3 separate regions of the Mus musculus genome follow, and all the other regions are linked to region 3. Evidence: chromatin contacts called from public HiCAR-type and promoter capture Hi-C data. All regions are on one chromosome and are shown on one strand. Each heading gives the region's core, a stretch centred on a gene start, on an enhancer-like site or on the middle of the called end of the contact. The rest is flanking DNA. Distances are from core to core; before and after follow the strand shown.

Region 1 (4,352 bases), core at 782-3,281, 1.9 Mb after region 3:
GTTCTTGTTGTTGACAATCTATACCTTGTTGGATGTTTTCATTAAGAAAACCTCAAATCGGGTTAAAGTAGGGATTTCATAACGAACTCTAGAGTGTGAGAAGAGAGGCAGCCCTAGTGGGTGATGGGAGAATTCTAGAAACCCCAGATACTTTGTACCTCAGCTTTGACTTGGCACATTCATGGTCCTCAGTGAACTTGGAGTTTGTTTGCTTGAATTTCTAAGAGGAATTCCTCTTTCAATGATGGAAGTCTGAGTATTCCAAAATACTGAAGAGATGCCCTTGGCCAGAAGGTAAAGAAGAGATATGCAAGTATATTTCAGGAAGCAGAAACTCTGCTAAAGGAATTCTTAGTCTCTGCCATGGTGGGACAATCTATAGGCTTTTTATGGTACTATTCACTTTTGGGCTGAATCTACAGAGAAATGCGCATCATCCCATCTTGAGTGATGCAGACTAGGAATGTCCGCAACATCAGACTCAGTCTTCAGAGCACAAGGAGATGCTTGCTACTGAGATGCTTATTCCTACAGTGCCAAACAGCTGGCCACAGCTGCATTTAGTTCACATTGCCAAATACCCCTCTTATCTGACCTTATAGATTAGAGAGAGCACAAAAAATAGAAACAAGTAAATGAACTCAGACTCAGTATGGCTGATATTGAAAAAAGGACAGACAACTGAAGAGGGTCACCATATTTAATGTGCATCCACAAGACAGGCTTAGCAAAGGGTTTCTAATCCCTGTAAACGGCACTAACACTCATCCAACGGCTCAGGAAAGGGTTTATCTTCAAGGCCTACATCAAATCCATCAGTAAATCCTACTTGGCTTCATCCTCAAACTACATCCGATAATAAGCCAAACCACCTTCTGCACTGTTACCATCATCTTGCTTGGAATACCAACAGCCTCCAAATAGGTCTTGCAGTCTTACCCTGCTGAAGTGAGTCACCACGCAGATGCCAGTGATAGATCCTTCACAAGTAGAAACCATGTCACTTCTCTATTATAGTGTGATCCTCGACTTCTAACAAAGTCCAAGCTCAAATCAAAACCAAACGCCCCCAAATCCTTAAAGCTCAGCCCACTACTCTGACATCTTGGATTGCCACTCGACCCTTTACTTGAACACCTCTGGCCCGGGTGTCCCTTTCTTTTCCTTGATCATGTCTAACCTCTTTGAGAAGAACAGCGCTCTTCTCTCAAATCGTCGTGACTGCTCAAACATCTTTTCCTCTGGGAGGTTTCTCCTCACTATTCCATCCTACCTTATAGCCACTTCTTCAACAGCATATCGTTTTCAATACTGTGCTTTCTTTTTCTTCGTGATAATAAGTTTTATTGTTACCGTTTACCTGTGTCTACGCGCTACTTCAAAACTTTGATAGACTGCTAACCTCTGCAACTCTGCCTAACACACTTAAGAGAATAAAAGAGCGAAAACTTGGGGATAGACACATCTTAGGACTATGAGGAGCCACTATGATGTATTAAGTAATCTATAATTTGCCCGGAAACCATTTGTGGATTTTCAACAAGGGAGTGGAAAGGCACGACGTGCTGTGAGCAGGTCTGCAGGAGAGCGAGCGCGGAAGGAAGAAGCATGCCCTGCAGGAGAGGCGGCGGGGAAGGCCCTGGTGGGCAGGTGCCCGCTCCTGGCCGAGCCTTTCCTGCTGCCCACTCTTGCACGCGGCTCCCATCGCTGCATTCCCTCCAGCCCCACGCTTGCACCGCCTCTCACACTACAGTGCGCCCCGAACCCCTGCGGTGTGCCGGGCTCAGCGAACGCACTCGTGGAAATGCGCGACGACCTCCAGAAAAACACAGGAAGGTCACGGAGCGCACGGCCTCCTTTCTCCCCGCCCCCCAGCCCGCAGCGACGCACCCACACTCACGCGGGCCGGCTCTCGGAGCCGCGGGGCTGGCGACCGAGGAGAAGGTGCGCAGGACGCGCGCTCCCGGGCACAGGGTCTGCCTCAGCTGCAGCGCGGCGGCCGCCATGATAAAGGACGGCGAGCCGGAGCGGACAAGCACCGCCGGGAGGGGGCGGGACCGGAAGTGTGTAACCTGGGAACGGAAGAGCACTGGGCAAAGGGATAGTGGAGCTGTGGCTCTTGGTTGACTGTTGTGGAATGATGGGGACTCTGACCTAGAAGTCTCACAGTCTACGTCTACTGGCCTGTTTGTTTGTTTGTTTGTTTGTTTGTTTGTTTGTTTGTTTTAATGGCTGCTCTAAGACGTTTTTCTCCTTTCCCGTTTATTTGTATATTTTATGTATATCGGTGTTTTCCTGCATATCAGCACACCATGTGCCTGTATTGCTCACTGCGCCAGCAGCGGACATGGAGTTAGGGAAATAATGGGCTTCCTCGTGGATGCTGGAAACCGAACCTTAGTCCCTTGGAAGAGTAGTCCCTGCTTAATCAATGCACCACCTCTCCACCTCTTCAGCCCATTTTTTTCTTTGTTCCATTTTCTTCCTTCTCCTTCTGCCCTTTCTCTTTCTTTACAATCATGCTGCTCTAGTCTCCCAATTGCTGGAATATAGCATAACACCTAGCTTTTAATTACTCTGTGTGTGTGTGTGTGTGTGTGTGTGTGTGTGTGTGTGTGTGTGTGTGTGTGTGCACTAGTAAGAGAACAGTTTAAGGGAATTAGTTCTTTGGTTCTATCCCATCACCACCTAGGTTCTGAGGGTTAAACTCCAGGGGTAAGGCTTTAACATTTTAGCAGTCTTTATAGTTTTTTTGTTTTGTTTTTTTCCGAGACTGGGTTTCTCTGTGTAGCACTGGCTGTCCTGGAGCTCACTTTGTAGACCAGGCTGGCCTCGAACTCAGAAATCCGCCTGCCTCTGCCTCCCGAGTGCTGGGATTAAAGGCATGCACCATCATGCCCCAATGCCGTTATACTTCTTAAATGACTGCCATCCAACAGAGAAAGTAACAAGCACCAGAGGCAAAGGCCTTGGGGGATGAGGGGACAACACAATGGCACAGTGTGGCTGCACCCCTACCACTTTGTTTGTTTGTTCAAGTGGCCTTTTGAACTAGATTGTTCGAGTTTAAATTTTGACCTTGTCTTTTCATGTATTATTTTTGCGGTGGACCAGAACTGGATTCCTTAGACCAGTGCAGAAAGGCCCATAACCTTAAGTAGCTCTTGCTTCATAGGCTCTGGCTTCCATGAGCACCTGCAGTCATGTGCACAGTCCTATGGCTCACACACACAGATTAAAAATCATCTTTACAAGTAACTCCTTTATAAAGTATCAGTAAGCAAAGATGGTTTACAGTATAAAGCATGTATTAGTTTGCCAGCAGAAGTTTCTAAACTGTAATTTTTCAGCTGGAAAGGCTTTGGAAGTACAATCATCCACTGGTGGCTTATGTTCTTATTAAATTCTGCAAGGGGACTCCACATTTTCAGTTTTCATTGATCTCTACAGATTACATAGGTAATTCTGGGTAGAACAATTGAAAAACTTTAAGCCTTCTTTTTTTAATGGTCGTTTACTAATTTGAAGCCTAGGTTAATATGAGGGATAATTTTCAATAAAAACTAAGTTCTTTTTAAAAAGCATGTGAACAAAGCTCATCTGTTTCCAGATAAAGTACCAATCTCCAGGCAGGGAGAGAGCATGCAGCCGCTTCAGTCACCAGAACAGCACTGATTACATCATGAGATGGAGTTAAGAACGTGCATATGTGTTGGGGAGGGAAGACTGGAGAGGTGGCACAGCACTTAAAAGCAGTAACTGCTCTTCTAGAGGACCCTAGTTCAATTCCCAGCATCCATATGGTGCTTCACAATCATCTGTAATTTCAGCTACAATGCCCTCTTCTGGCTTTCACAGGTACCAGGCATGCATGAGGTGCAAGGACATTCGTGAAGGCAAAATAATCATACATAATAAATAAATAACCTTTAAAAGAAGAAAAAAAAGGCTCTCCATTGGGCATGGTAACACATGCCTTTAACTCAAAAGGCATAGGCAGGTGGTTTTCTGTGTGTTGGAGGCCAGCCTGGTCTATGTAGTGAGTTACAAGTTACCCAGTGATTGTCCTAAAAAAGGAAAAATAAATAAATAAGCCCAGGATCATAGGATCAGAAGTAAGGAGGATACAACATCTGCCCCAACACTGGACGTAACTGAGACCATTGGGACCCAGGCACCCAGGAACTCTGCCCGACCAGTGACATAGGTTTCTTCCAGTCTGAGTCAGTGCCCTAGACAGACCTTGGACACAAACTCTGCAGCCAGTCCTACAACACCCAGAGGAAGCTCCACTCCCAGGCACTCTAATAAGCTCTGGATCAAAGAATCAGAGGTGCCCTGAGCAGACCTTG
Region 2 (3,979 bases), core at 1,165-3,664, 2.0 Mb after region 3:
ATTAAGGCTGTTGAGCCCTGTTGCTCAACAGAGGCACTATGAATGGTTACTAGCATGGGGCTTAGAACTGCACAGGCCCCAAACCATGTATGGTCTCATCAAAAATTTGGCTGAGAAAACGCAAAGAACTAAATCTTTTACATTTATTTTATGTGAAATTACAATATTTTATATGAATTACCTGAAGTACAACAAAAATAATTTTACCTGAGTCTTTCCTCTTTTTTGGAACTACTAGAAAATTAAAAGTTAATGATCTCACTTGTGCCTCAAATTGCCTTTTACTTGCAGATGGTTTTGACTTGGCAATTTGCAGGGAATACCACATCCTATTCCCAGTTCCAGGCAACTACCAATTACCTTGTATACCTGAAACATTTGATTCTAAGAGGTTTTAAAATACTTCCATTAAAATATCTACCCTGAACCTTGTAATTTTTCTTAAACATTTTGTAGAGGTTTTAAAAATAATTTTTAACATTCGTTTTTAACTTCACAAGAGTTTGAAAAGACTCATCTATAATAGTATTTGTTAATCAATATCATTTTCATTAACTGGCCTCGAATGCACTTGGGGCAATAAGTTGTCTTCCGAGGGACGTGCACAGTGGTCCTCAAATGAATGGAGGCCATTGTGCACACACACAACAGCATCTATTCACACATGCTGCGGTAGATCTGAGCCAGAGGTGGGGAACCTCCGAGAGCTTAACTTAGCCTCAGGAAGTGGAGAGAAAGCTTTATCTGTGCTCACAGGCTGAGTAGACACGCACAGCACTGAGCCAGCCGATGTGGGAGGAGAGCAGGAGAAGGGTGTTCTGGCCCGCTAGCCGGCCTGTGAGGGAGGACTCTGTGATGCCCGATGATAACAGCCAGAGACAGGCAGAGCCAGTCAACTGCATCCTGTCCGACTCATCCCAGCCCCGTCTGCTCCCTGTCTGCTTTCTTCCAGGCCCCTTCCAACTAATCTGAAAAGAATTATTATTTATAACAGGCATTCATTCTGCCTGCTGCTATTCATAGTCATCTTCACTTACTCTAGATTCTTTTTACCATCTGTCTGATTTTCCAAAACACAATAAACACTCTAGGTAGACTTTCTGCCACTGTATTTCTATGGTACAGGAGACTGCAGAGAGTCTCCCATAGGCTAGTCAAGAGCTCTACCACTGAGCCACACCCACAGCCCCGAGCCCCACTTTCTATTAGGTTAACTTGGCTCTGCCTCTAGGTTAGGTTCCTTCTCAGCAGTCAACTTTGAGCATGTCTGCCCTCCCCTCTCTTCTCACCCATCTCCACCTTTTCCTTCACAGTGCCCTGAGGACTAGAAGAACAAGAATCATCTGAATGTCTGAATTTTAAGCATTTTGCTATTAGTCTCCTAAGAAGACCTCAGCTTGTTTCTTGGGAAGCCTACATCCTATCATCCCTTCAAACTTTTTTTTTTTGTCTTTTGGTAAAACCATTGCACCCAAATTATAATGTAGCCAAAGGGAGAACTGTTGGCCATCAACAGTGTCCACAGTTTCTAAACACAGCAAGTGGCACTCACCTCACCCTCCTAGCCAAAGGATTCCCACTGGGTCTTTTGAATGTACTCAGGGGGGATGGTTTCTACCATGGCTCCCTTGCTAGACTGGGTTCCTTTACTATGACCCCCATAGTCAGGTTAGGTTCCCAGCATCCACATCAGGAGACTCACAACCATCTGTAACTCTAGTTACAGAGGACCCAAGGCTCTGGCATCTATGTGGTGTACATACACAGACACACATACATGAAATCATTAATTAGTTAGTTAATTAATTCCTGCTACAAGTGGCAGAACATAGGGTCTGAAACTTGTTAGGCACTCAACTGTCCGGTGTGTGTGTGTGTGTGTGTGTGTGTATGAGGTATTTCTGATATAAACTAAGACAAGAGGATACCAGCCTGAGCTACATTCAATCTTCTTGCTTTGGTCTCCCAAGAGCTAGATTACAGATATATACTATATGGTCATCATTCATTAATTTCAAAAGCAGCAAAATAAGTAGGTAGCCTGCATTCTCTAGAGACACAGAAACAACAGGAAATTTTAATGTATAAAAAGAGACTAGTTACAAAGAATTGCTGAGAAGTTCCAAGATCTGCCCCCTGTAATCTACAGACCTAGCATGGCAGTGGAAACCTAAGTATGACATGTAGCAGACTAATGTGCAATCTTGGGGGATGGAAATCTTGGGGGATGGAAATGAGGGAAAATGTGAGAAAGATCTCATGGAACTGACTGATTCTAATGAAGAGAGTGCAGCCTACTATTGTATGTGCTCAGAATACTCTGAAACTGAAGGGACAGATCCTGTCCCTTTACATAATTCTGACCATAACTTGGTTCCTTTGTTGCCATGGTAACCAACAGTCTTGGAACACAAACTTCTCAGAAGCAGTTGGGCTTTACATCACTGAGACATGGGCTCTGAAGGGTTTCTGACTCCATCACTTTGTCTCCACTGCTGGAAGCGCCTGTCTCATCTGGGCAGCCCTCAGATCAGGGCATGACAAAGGCATGAGCATGTGTGTGAGTGTGAGTGTGTGGTCTTCCAGGTTTGCTTACAGGGAGATTATGGAAAATGCAGAATAAACATGCCATCAGATGGTGGGAAGATGGGTGCTCAAATGACAGTCACCTTTCTGGAAAGCATTCTGGTATCAATTATTATGTCTATATATTTATGATCTTTGGTCCACTAACTCCATGGATCATGGTATGGTCTTAAGTAACCTAGTGATCATTAATCAGCCAAGTTATTGAGTATCAGTAGGTGACACCTAAGGCTATTTAATAAGAAAGTAGTTAAGAATATTAGAATAGCCATAGGTTATTATAAACTTGATAATAAGTTTCTATTGATGTGAGAACCACATGTATTTGGATATGTGTGTATATGTACATATGCGCACAGATATACATATATACTAAGAAATTAGTTACCTTGACCTCAGAAGAGTGGACTGAAAACATACTTGACTCTAGTCACACTTCCCTGTCATTTTCAAATTCTCCTTTTTGTTTATAAGCTCTCTCAGCTACTGTCAAACAAATAAGAGGCACAAAGAAGAGATGCCAGAGTGTTTTTGTCTTTACAGAGGCAGAAAGTACAAAAGGGTGGACTATACAGAGTGGAAGGAATAGTTTCAATAAGAAAAAGGAATGGGTCATATAACTTCCCCCCATAATATCATTTACTAATTTTTTTCTTCTGAAGTTTCCAGAATCAAGGAAAACTTGAGATTGGACACTCTCAGCACCATGACAACCTCACCCTCCAGCAGTGACTACAGTAGCACAGAGGATTCTATTTATGAATGCAAGTCCAACCAGAGCGCCTCGGTGGGCTACTACCCCTCTGAGAACACCTTTTCCTATGAGGACCTGGTCTCCCGTGAGGAGACAGCCTCTGTGGATTCTTTGGTCCATTTCCTCCCTCCTGTCCAAAGCACCTGGAGGACAGAGAGTTTAAGGAGACTCTTCAGGAAACGAGATCAGGTGGAGCATGACCCAGAGCAGTTCAGCAAGCTAAGCATCACACTGGCCTGGGATATCGATGTGGACTCTAACCATGCAGACTCTCTTGCTAATCTGGATCTAAATGCCCATAGCCAGTGGATGGATAAGTGGCCAGAAGACAAGACAAAACTGACTCCCTGCAAACTGTATAACCTAGTACAGAAACTTGAGACATTTCTAGGAAAAGAAAAAGGTGGCCAGCATGACGGCTGTGTGCTCCCTGAATCTACTCAGAAGGAAGATGTCCACCTCAACAGCACTACCCCTCCACATACTGCTCAGGTCAGTCCTAAAGAACGTGATGTTTGTCAAGACTTGTCCAAGCAAAGATCCCTGGAAAATGAAGATATCTGTCAGGTGCTAGAGGATCCTCCAAGGTTACTGAAAGACGAAGTTGTGGTGAGCACAGAGATGCATGCCTCCCAGGAG
Region 3 (4,172 bases), core at 875-3,374:
GACTTGAAAGTACCAGTTGAGCAGTCTCACAAGCCAGGCAGGCCCTGAAAGACAAAATGTAAAGCTCACCTTCAAACAGAGTTTAGGAAAGGCAGGAACAAGTACAAACTGAGTGGTTCCACGACAACTTTCTCTGCCACCTCAAGCCAGAAACTGGGCATAGGTGCGCGAATGCTGCAAAAGCAGCTTCCAGAACTTTCCAAGCTCAGTAGCTTCCTAAGGGGTGCCATTCGGTGAGGACAACGCTCACCTTTACACCTTTCGCGTCCTGCCACGCCCCCGCGTCGCCTCCTTTTCCCCCGGGGGCTGGGGAGGGCGTTTGTTTACGTGACGTTGCGGAGTAGGCAGGACCCGCCCCCGTCCCCGCGGGCCGCCGCGTTTCCCGCGCCTCGCCGCTTCTCCCCTTAAAAGGACAATAGAGGCCGCGGGAACGCGCGCGGACGCCCTGCCCTCTCCCCGCCCAGCCCGCGGCGCGCACGCGCCCGTATGCAAATCAGCTCGATTCAAGAGAATTTGGTCCCGGGAGCCGCGCCTGCGCAGAGGGAAAGCGGAATCTATACCTCCGTTCGCGGTAGCAACTGAAGAACTGCTGGAGACAATCTTTCTGGACTCGGCGCTGGCGGAGGGAGTGCTTGCAGGAGGTTGGCCTGGTGCAGTTTGCACCGTGGGGACGCTGCTGCGCGTGGAAGGTGAGTGATTCTAGTCCGGACATCGGTGCAAAACTGTCTCCGAGGTTTTGTTTTCTGTGATTTTTTTTTTTTCTTTCCTCCCTTTACCTCCCCCGCCTCCTCCGTCCTTCCCATACACAAACACACAGGAAGTTTTGTCTTGGAGATGGCATTGCGGGGAGCGCTGCCCTCGTGCTCTCCGGACTCCAGATTCTTTTGTACAGAGGCGTTGGAGATGCGCTTCTTAATTGAGGAGGATATTTGAGGTAAACCGAAAGTCAGGGTGTGGGGAAAGTGAGTGCAGCGTGGAAACGAACGAGCTGCGGCGGACTTGCATCCACGCTGAAAGTGACAATGACTTTTCTAGGTCGTAGTGTTTCCTGCAGACCCGGAGAGCAGGGTCGGGGTCGCAGATCCCGTGTGGGCTCTGCTCTGGCCAGGGGCTTGGGCTCCGCGTGCACCCGCGTGTTGCGCTACCCCGGCGCTCGCGACGGTGTTTGCACGCGGGTGAACAACAAAGCCGGAGCTCGGAAACTAACTTGCCAGTTCCTGGAGCCGGCGGCCACACAGGCTGAAGGCAGCTGGTGAGGGCCAGCGCCGGGATGGCGCGACGCACGCGGCGTGGCGTTGTTGGAGAAGTCCGCAGGGACGCGGCTGCGACAATGAGCGCGCAGCACGCGGTCTTTGCACTCGGCCGGTGCCGAGTGGTCTCTGCAGCCCAAAGTTCGCTGTCCGTCTGGTCACCTGTAGCGTGGGTGCGGGCGACACGGGAGGGGTGGCCGTGGCCCGCGGCACCAAACAGTGCGGATGAAGGCGGCGGCGCGGTCCGCTGCTTGAGGCACCCAACTCTTTTTTTTTTTTTTTTTTTCCCTTTTTGTTGTGTGTGCTTCACCTGACAAGCCACGTGCTTAGGGCCGCGACCGTGCTACATCTCAGTGTCCAGCTCGGAGTGAGCCGCGGGCTGCGGTCGCCGTCGGGGCTGTCGGGAGCAGGACAATGTGATTTCCTGGTGATGGCGTCTTGCCAGTTTCCAAAGCACAGCGAAAGTCGCCAACTCGCAGCATATGCACGGCGGCGGGGACCTCTGGGCGTTTCTCATCCGGGACTCCGCAAAAGTTTGGCCCCAGGGACCAGTGGCTCAGGATACCCGAGCTCGCGTGGGTCCCCGGGCGCGGGTCCGGGTCGCCCCGACGTCGCCGATGCCGCCGGACAACAAAGGGCCGCGTGTGCCCGAGCGGCGCGGGCCGGGCGGGGCGCGGGGCGGCTTTTGTCCCTTAGGTCCTCTCGGAAACTTCAGCGGCGGCTCAGCGAGGCTGTGTCCGTGGGGGCGCCTCGGCCTGCGGGTCACCCATGCGGAGCGACGGAGCGCTGCTCGGCGGGACGCACGCGTGGCCGGGGCTCCGAGGCACGGGAGGCCGCGTCTGGGAGGTCCGTGCATCCGCCTTTGAAGTGGAACTGTTGCCATGTTTGAATTACGTCAGGCCGAGCGTGCGGAGCGGCCCGGGAGCAGAGGCGCGGCCTTCGGGCGGCGCCGGCGGGGCGCGGGCCGTTGTTCCAGCGCAGGTGAGGGCGGCGGATGGCGCGTGGTGCCCGGGGACCCCGGAGCGCTGGGCTCCCTCCAGGAGTGGAGCTCCGCGCCCTACCCAGGACCTCCGACTACACGCGGGGAAGTTTCGGGGCGCCGGCTCTTGCCCCTCTTGGAAGTGGAGACTGAGGAACTGGGGGTGCGTGCAGCCTTTGTGTGTTTACACGTGGGGCGACCGGCGAGGCGCAGGGCAGGTTGGGTTGGGCGGCTTTTAAGACGGAGCAGTTCTGGTAACCAGCACCCCAGTCCGCCTCTTGTTATTTTTCTTCTCACCTTTCCTTATTGCAGGTGAAGAATGACTACGAGCCAGACGTGCACCGTGTCCCCCCTCCCCCTCCATGTTAGGAGTTCGTTTCAAGTAGGCTCTTGGTCTTCTCTTAATGCTTTCTAAAGAAGGATCCGGCAACTTTTTTAGTGAGAGGTGGACGTAAAACTTGTTTCTAGCAGTGTCCGGAAAACATCTGCTTTTGAACTGAAGTTTGTCAGACTTGAAAATCATTTTAATGGTTTTTGTGCTGCAAAACTGAACGCGAAAGTCTGGGGTTCGTTTTTTGAGTCCCCGCAAAGCATAAATGCATTTAAAGTATTCTGAGGATGTTTTGTGTTTTGACCTTAAAGTATGCAGGACTCAGATAAATCTTAGATAACCTTGAGAACTGCTGCATCTGGGGAGTAGGGCCTTTCCGAGATAAAGGATGCTGGGAGAAGTTGCCAGTGTAGGGAGCCCTTGCTAGTTTCACAATTCCTGGGAACTGGGACTGACCTTCTACTTACCCTCTTACACTTTTTTCAAGCTAACTTTTTGGTATGTGGCTCCAGGCATAGCTCAAAAATTATGCTCGTTTGACACATGGATGCTTCTTTGGTATTTGGGGTTTGCTTGCAGTCTAGACATCCAGCCCAGCAACACCATATCTGTTGCGACTTTCACAATTAATCCTGTGTTTCAGTTAGCTTGTTTTCATCTAGATGTGGCCTTGACTGGGAAATAATAATTTTTGAAGTGAATAGAGAGTGTGTCAAGAAAATTAAAAACCTTGGATATTACAACCTTGGCTTTCCTTTGGGTGACTCCAGGGACATGTGAAAATAACATGAGGTACTTTGCAAACATTGTTTTGTTTTTAAGTAGACTACTTACTGCAAGACTTCAGCTTCCTAGGAAAGTCTATACACACATGTAGAACTAAATGATTCTGTTATTATCAAATGATGTTTCTAAGAGAGATTTGAATGAGTTAAGAGAGAAAGAAAAGCAAGGTCTTCACTGCCTTCTTTTATTTTTGTGGGTGGCTGGAGATTTTAAAGAACATCTGTGTGTGTGTATCTTCATATATGAGGCCAGGTGACTATTGGGGATAGTCACCTCAACCACATGAATTTAGGGATCAAATTCAGGTAGGTGGTCAGGCTTCATTGGCTGAGTCATCTTGCCAGCCCTGTTTTAAATGCCCACCCTCAAAACTTGCTATGCTTGTTTTGAACCCCATGATATAGCACCTGTTAGATAAGTGTTGTACCACTGAGCTGCCTCCACAGGTATAAAATGCCACCCCCCTCCCCAAGACAGGGGTTCCATTGTAGCCTTGGTTGTCCTACAAATCACTTTTTAGACCAGACTGGTCTTGAATTTGGAGATCCACCTGCCTCTGCCTCTGCCTTCCAAATGCTTGGGATTAAAGGCCCATGCCACTGCCAGCCAACTAAAATAAACTTTTAAATGGGAAAATATTTTTCTCTTGTTTTGATCTCTCTTTCTCTCTCTGAAGATTAATTAATGTGTGTTGGCATTTTGCCTTTATGTATGTCTGTGTGAGGGTGCCAGATCCCCTGGAACTGGAATTGTGAGCTGCCATGTGGGTGCTGGGAATAGAACCAGGGTCCTGAAGAACAGCTATCAATCTTAACTGCTGAGCCAT

Evidence for each region. Promoter capture Hi-C pulls out the DNA fragments that hold promoters and counts their contacts. HiCAR-type assays count read pairs that join an accessible place to other places.
Region 1: a HiCAR-type map of astrocytes shows a contact between it and region 3, with 5 times the contacts expected there. The contact joins the promoter of Mrps35 here to the promoter of 3010003L21Rik in region 3. A contact is called at or near these places in 6 of 39 promoter capture datasets (3T3-L1-derived adipocytes, embryonic stem cells, hippocampal neurons and 2 more) and 2 of 115 datasets of contacts at active chromatin or transcription factors (astrocytes and pancreatic cancer cells).
Region 2: a promoter capture Hi-C map of liver shows a contact between it and region 3, with 2.9 times the contacts expected there. The contact joins the promoter of 1700034J05Rik here to the promoter of 3010003L21Rik in region 3. A contact is called at or near these places in 2 of 39 promoter capture datasets (cranial neural crest and liver).

Annotation. Positions count from the first base shown.
Region 1 is chr6:147,040,449-147,044,800 of GRCm38.p6, reverse strand. It overlaps Mrps35 (mitochondrial ribosomal protein S35), which reads right to left and starts at 2,031. Exons shown (of 8, transcript NM_145573.2): 1 at 1,901-2,031. The coding sequence starts at 2,006.
Region 2 is chr6:146,952,856-146,956,834 of GRCm38.p6, reverse strand. 1700034J05Rik (RIKEN cDNA 1700034J05 gene) reads left to right here and starts at 2,414. Exons shown (of 3, transcript NM_001164236.1): 1 at 2,414-2,546; 2 at 3,249-3,949. The coding sequence starts at 3,293. All of the region lies in intron 2 of Ppfibp1 (PTPRF interacting protein, binding protein 1 (liprin beta 1)), which reads right to left.
Region 3 is chr6:148,942,809-148,946,980 of GRCm38.p6, reverse strand. It overlaps 3010003L21Rik (RIKEN cDNA 3010003L21 gene), which reads right to left and starts at 2,124. Exons shown (of 2, transcript NR_144294.1): 1 at 561-2,124; 2 at 1-44. It overlaps Sinhcaf (SIN3-HDAC complex associated factor), which reads left to right and starts at 511. Exons shown (of 6, transcript NM_019643.4): 1 at 511-689. RefSeq lists a cis regulatory region at 327-333 and an enhancer at 314-348.